2 separate regions of the Mus musculus genome follow, and region 2 is linked to region 1. Evidence: chromatin contacts called from public HiChIP or PLAC-seq data. All regions are on one chromosome and are shown on one strand. Each heading gives the region's core, a stretch centred on a gene start, on an enhancer-like site or on the middle of the called end of the contact. The rest is flanking DNA. Distances are from core to core; before and after follow the strand shown.

Region 1 (3,083 bases), core at 334-2,833:
GAAAATGCAAAGGTTCCTATTCTTGAAAGTTGCAGGAAATCTGAACCTCCAAAGCCTCTTCTATCATCCCAGAGTCAGGAAAAGCCAAAGCCACAGCCCCGTCCCCTGGCCAGGAGCTGAGCATGGCACTTTGTGTGACTTGGCATGAATCCAAGGGGGAAGGGTGGGTCACACAGGGCCTGGCACTTTGTTCTTCCTGGGTGATCTTTGGCTGCAAAGTGAGGATAATAACATTTATCTCATGGTGTCGTTGAAAAGCAAAAAAATCGTTCTGCGTTTGTTCTTATCACAAATAGAAACAATAATCACCATACTTATAGGAAGCACAGATAACGCACTAAATTCAAAGAAACTTAAGGTCATGTTAACAAAATAAACATTTTTCAAGGACACTACATTTGGGCTAATGATAGAAAAAAATACAGGCTAGCTGTGGGTTGTCTGTAGAGCCTTGTTGAGGTGTTCCAGCCTACGGTGGGCACTTCAGGACACCCATACCCTGGTCACTCATGAACTTCCCATGCCATCAGCTGTCCCAGCAATGTCCTTACCCCGTTCTCTGCAGAACACTGGAGGTCAATGTCCATGCCAAGGAGTCTACAAAGGAGCTGAGCGTAGCATGGGCAGCTCCATGGTCATGAGGTTCCCTGTGTCCCTCATTCAGTTCTTCGTGGGGGCTGTGCTCCCTTTTATGGCTACATTGGTGTTCCCATCTGGCAGTGACGTGTTTTTTTTTTTTGGGGGGGGGTGCTTAGCTTTATAAAAGATGAACATTTTTATTTACTTTTAATCACGTGTATATGTGCATCTGTGCATCCACACTCGTGTCTGTGTGTGTGTGTGTGTGTGTGCCCGTGTGTACTCATTATGTGTGCATGGGTCTGGTTTGAGTTTTATCTGCTCTGCTGCTAAAGCATACAGAGTGGAAAAGGGGCTGTGATAGGAAGAGAAATCTGCCTGGAAAAAGGCAAGTATCAGAACATAAAGGTGTGTGTCTATTTCTGTGTGAAGATGTGGAGAGACAAGTGCCCACAGACACATGCTCATGAGTCTTGCCTATAAAGACTGAGACAGATATTTGCTGCAGACAGTTGTCAGAAAATAGGAGGTTATGCTTAACAAAACCATTTTGTCTGATAGTCTTATGTGATCCCAATTTCCTATCACGTGAGTTCCCTCTCAAAGGACAGGACAGGCCACCTTGACTGGCTATGCAGCTGTGGGTGCTGGCTCAGTCCCTTCCTGAATAACCCACTATCAAGAAGTAGCTTTGGCATGGCTGTCATGTAGAAGCTCTGTGGCCTTTGCTTTTACTCTCTGGCCAGAGGCATCTTGTAGAGGCCTCTTTAGAATCTTCCAGAATCTCTGAACTCAGGAGATTTTATAATTCAGAGCGCACTCTTGGCTGGCCTTCCCTGGTGTGAATCTATCGATTCTCAAAGCCTCTGAACTCCAGGGAAGATCCCCTGCCTTTCCAGCCTTCTTACTCACACCCTATTCAGGGAATGAAAAAACAGTGGAGTATTTGTATGGCCAAATGGGAGGGGCCCGCCACATAGGCATCCAGCTCCTAGCAAGACACACATCTCTCGTTGCTATACCAAGATAATAATAAAAATATTAACCACACTTAATGACAGTACATACTATCATAAACCAAAGTTCAAATTCCAGCCAAGAGAAATATGTAATTCAAAAGTAAAAACATGAATTAAAAATTACATCATCACTGCCAAGTGTGGTAGCGTACACCTTTAGTCCCAGCACTTGGGAGGCAGAGTCAGGTGGATCTACGTGAGTCAGAGGTCAGCTTGGTCTACAAAGCAAGTTTCAGGACAGTCAGGGCTATGCTGCACTCTGTACACAGGGTTCTGTCTCAACATCCCCCCCCCCAAAAAAAAGAGACAAAACCAAAACCACAAGAAGAAAGCACATTATCATCTTAAGACACTGTGATGCTTAAAGCCCAGTCTCCCCAGCTGGAATCTGGCCTCTGTGCACCCATAGCTATGGTTAGAATATTTCAGTGCGAGCATTGACTGAAGGAAGCTTTTCCACAGACCTGAGAGGGACCTTGCAGCCCATGTGGGTAGGAGGAAGAGCTCTCACTGGCCTAAGGACTGTCTGCTGTTTCTTCTCCTTGTACTGTGGGAGTAACTGCAGAATTCTTTTGCTATTGTTTTTGTTTTGTTTTGTTTTTGTTTTTTGTTTTTGCAAGATAGGACAGACTTCTCTGTGTAGCCCTGGTTGTCCTGGAACTCACTCTGTAGACCAGGCTGGCCTCTGGAAAGGGCCGGAGAGAAAGTGCAGTTCGGGCTTGGCCTCTTTGCTACATGATAGGGCCTGGATCCCAACTAGTAGATCCTGAGAGGGGAAGCAAGGCAGCTGTGAGCACGAGCATGCTGAGAACAGACTCTCCAGAGGGGCTTTCCAGGGCCAGGGTGCTAGGAATGTCTATTTGCATAAGGGGGAATTCTAGGTGCTGCTGGACATGACCTAGCTACCAAGCTACATGATCTAGGGAGGAGAATAAATGGGGGAGAACAGGGCTACGTGGGCCAGGCACGAAGACCCAGGGTGGGAGGAGGGAGGTGGGGGAGTTGCCACCCTACTCCTGAGGATCTCAGGGCTACATTTCCAGAATTTGGAAATGCTTCGACCTTACTCTTGCTCTGGGCCTGCTACCCACTGCTCCCTGCCCCCACAGAAAGGTCTTCATTTTGGAGGGTGATGGTAAATTGGCCAAAGGGGATAGCTAATTAGAAAGTCAGAGTAGCCAAGCAAAGAACCAGAAGCACTCGGAGAAACCTGCAGTGAGGACCCAGTTGTTCAGGTTTGATCTCCCAGGGACGAGAGAGTCTGCACTATCTAACTGATACTACCTAATCTTGCCCCCCACCTGTTGCGCGCGCTCAACAGGCCAGGAAGAACGACGCTGCTACAGGATCCTTCTGCACACGTTTATTCAGTCCTATTTCTTCTTGTTTATATCTCGCTTGTTTATATCTCTCTTGTTTATATCTCCCTTGTTTTTATATCTCCCCTGTTTTTATATCTCCCCTGTTTTTATATCTCCCCTGTTT
Region 2 (3,083 bases), core at 169-2,668, 600 kb after region 1:
TTTTTGTAATTTTCAGAGGGCAGTGAGCTCTCTTTGGCAGGAAGTTAAGGAAGTTATGGTGGACATAAAAAAGGAAACAAAGAAAAACATTGCCTAATAAACCAAAGCCAGAGATAGAGCAAACTGCCATGAGACACCTCAGAGAGAGTGACCAAGCATGAGCTGGTGCCACCAGAAACAGAGAGCCAAGCGTCTCCCAGGTCACAACCTGCCAAACGGTGGGCCCTGGGGTGCCAGTGGAAGGCAAGGGAGCTGAGGGTAGATAGTAGTAGGGACAGCAGAGGAGTAAGGGAAAGGGAGGGCTGGAGAAGGGGGGGGGGAGAGGAAAGGGTGGAGAAGAGGCAGGAGGAATGGCAGAGGTTGACTTTACAGAGCTAGGCCACTCTGTAGGGGGAGGTTTTCCCAGCTCTATATATGGAGCCTTGAGGATGGGAGTTGAAGGGAGATCCTGTCCAGACAGCCCAAGGAAACAACCAAAGAAACAAATTAAGGCCGTGGATGTGGCCTGAAAATGAGACCTCGGGCAGCAGAACGCAGGGTGGGACATGAAATAGAAAAATTAGGATAAAATATGCAGGTGGTAGATGCAATTTTGCAACTCTGTACTCTTGAAATAGAAACCTACTGCCCTTTGTCAGTACATAGCCTGATTGCAACTTAGTTCCCTGTCAGTTCCTTCTGCCCAGAAGCTACAGTTTTAATGAAGCAGTTTTCTAGTCTTGTATATAACACCTTGCTTGGTCCAATGTCTACAATGCTAGGACCATAACATCCCACCACTGGGTATCACTGTCAGTACAATGGCTTTCCCCATCACATTCCTAAATTCTTGCCAGAGGTACATGAGAGGTCCTGTTAAGGTGTGCTATAAAGAGTGTTCTCTTTTTCTAGACTTTGCACTCCAAGTTAAGAGTCAATGGTGCAAAGTAATTAGGCAATGTTACTGTCAGAATTCACACATGAGAGGTGTTACCCACAGTTAGGGGGAAGCTAGAAGAGGTTTTCTGCTGTGTGACCTCCACTGTTGGTAGGTTTGAAGTCAACTGAGAGCAGGTGTTATGGTGTCACTCTCACAAACTGAGGGAGCTTTCCAAGGACATTTTATAGGACCAGGTTTTATCTTAGTAACATCTAACTTTGAGGGCTTTGAGATCTATCAGAGGACATATGTGTGACATATTGAATGGCACTAGTTTTAGCTGATGGAGTGGAAAGATTGCTCTCAAGCACTCTGGACTTGTGGCCTCATCTGATGTCTTAACAAAGCTGTTGAGAGTCCACAGACAAAAATGAGCCAAGGGCTCAGGGTTTGCTTTTATTTTTCTCCCTTTCCTTGTGGTGAGCTGATACTGCTCAACACTAGGCATCAACAGCCTTGAGAAGTGTCTTTAGCAACTTCCCTTTCTAAGAAATCTGCCCTGTGAGGAGAATCAGAAGTTCTGACAGGGTTTTGGTTTTGTTTCATTCCAACAAGGCCCCTGCTGTTGACAGTGAGAAAGGAGTTGGCAGTTCCCAGAGGAATTGAATGACTGAGTCAGAGCAGTGTCTACAGACACATAACTCAGCACCAGGCACATGTGAGTGCAATAAAATACATCACTGCTGTCAGATTCAAGGCTGAGGAAAGTCAGACTCAATAAAACAGAATACACTGTATGGCTCTGTGTAGAAGCCGAGAGATGGTAGCTGGGAGACACGGGTTGCAAAACAACAGCCATGCAAACTCCTGGGGACATAGAAATATCTTGAGTGAGAGCTCTATGTATGTGTGTGTGTGTGTGTAGTGTATGTGTAGTGTGTGTGTGTAGTGTGTGTGTGTGTGTGTGTGTGTGTGTGTAGTGTGTAGTGTGTAGTGTGTAGTGTGTAGTGTGTGTGTGTATAGTGTGTATACATTTGTGAATTCCACATTCTCAGATTCAACCAACCATGGATCAAGAATATTCAGAAAAATATCGCACCTCACTAAACATGGAAGAATTTGTAGATTTTTCCTTGTCATTGTTTCTTGAATCGAATGCTATAACCACTTTTATAGCACTTACAATGCATTAGGTGTCATAAAAATCTAAAGATGATTTAAATTTTCAGGATGGTATGTGTAGGTATATGAAGATAATCACTCTGTCTTGTATCAGGGATTTGAGCACTGGTGGATTTTGTTTTCCTTGGAGTATCCTGACACTGATCCCTGCAGACACTGAGGGAAGAGCATATATATAAACACACACACACACACACACACACACACACACACACACACACATGCATATTTGCCAAGTGTCATCAACCTATATTTTTCAAATCTGAAATGTTCTATGAGCATTATGTTTGTTTTAGTTTCATGTTAAGAGAGAGCCTTACTGTGTACTGCATTGTGGCCTCGAGCTCTCAAGATCCTTCTGCCTGGGTCTCCCATACGTCAGGGATAAAAGCATGCACCACCATGCCTAGCTGAAAAGCACTGCTTTATATTATACAGCAGTAACTTACGGATTGCCATTTAAAAGTAGCAATCTACTTTTTTGGGTTGAATCAAGAAGAGAACACTCAAAGAAGTCATTCCCCATCAGCCCCAGTGGCCTTATGACTCTGCCCTTTCCTGACACGCCCTGCTGTTGGGAACCTTCATTCATTCTTTTGAAACTCTGTATTTTTCCAAATAAATCGCCCCAGCTTTCTCCAAGTTGCTGTTGCAATACCAGAGGACGAGATTACAGATTGAGACGAGCCTTTCCCAGAAAACTATTCTGTAACAGCATAGCAGATGCTAATTAGAGTTACACCCCAAGTTGTTGTTACGTGGCCCGGCCATCTTACAAGCACTTCTGTATAAAGGCTGGCCATAAGCACCAATGTAAGCCAAAGCAAGCCAGGCCAGTGTTCGAATCCGGCCACCCACTCTACTTCTTCCCCAGTCCTGACTCCTCCTCCTCAAGCGCCTTCCCTGGAGTGAGAGCTCATAAGAAGCCTGTGACTCAGGGACTGTGGCTGTCACAGAAAGAGGACACAGAAAGGCCTGGTGTGGGAAGCAATGACTTTGCTGACCATGTGGCAGTTTATACAGCCTTGCCCCCTTCTTCTTT

The links. HiChIP or PLAC-seq counts read pairs in DNA pulled down with a chosen protein or histone mark.
Region 2: a FOXA1 HiChIP or PLAC-seq map of pancreatic cancer cells shows a contact between it and region 1. The contact joins two enhancer-like sites. A contact is called at or near these places in 1 of 115 datasets of contacts at active chromatin or transcription factors (pancreatic cancer cells) and 1 of 9 other capture datasets (embryonic stem cells).

Annotation. Positions count from the first base shown.
Region 1 is chr6:54,353,353-54,356,435 of GRCm38.p6, forward strand. All of the region lies in intron 3 of 9130019P16Rik (RIKEN cDNA 9130019P16 gene), which reads right to left. Among named protein-coding and RNA genes, the nearest start is that of Prr15, 28 kb to the left of the region's middle. Within about 2 kb of position 1,584, at least 26 of the 459 cell types and tissues checked have an H3K27ac peak or open chromatin away from gene starts, as enhancers often do. A contact at or near this core is called in pancreatic cancer cells, where this site is marked.
Region 2 is chr6:54,955,138-54,958,220 of GRCm38.p6, forward strand. The region is part of intron 1 of Nod1 (nucleotide-binding oligomerization domain containing 1); the gene reads right to left. Among named protein-coding and RNA genes, the nearest start is that of Nod1, 16 kb to the right of the region's middle. Within about 2 kb of position 1,419, at least 136 of the 459 cell types and tissues checked have an H3K27ac peak or open chromatin away from gene starts, as enhancers often do. A contact at or near this core is called in pancreatic cancer cells, where this site is marked.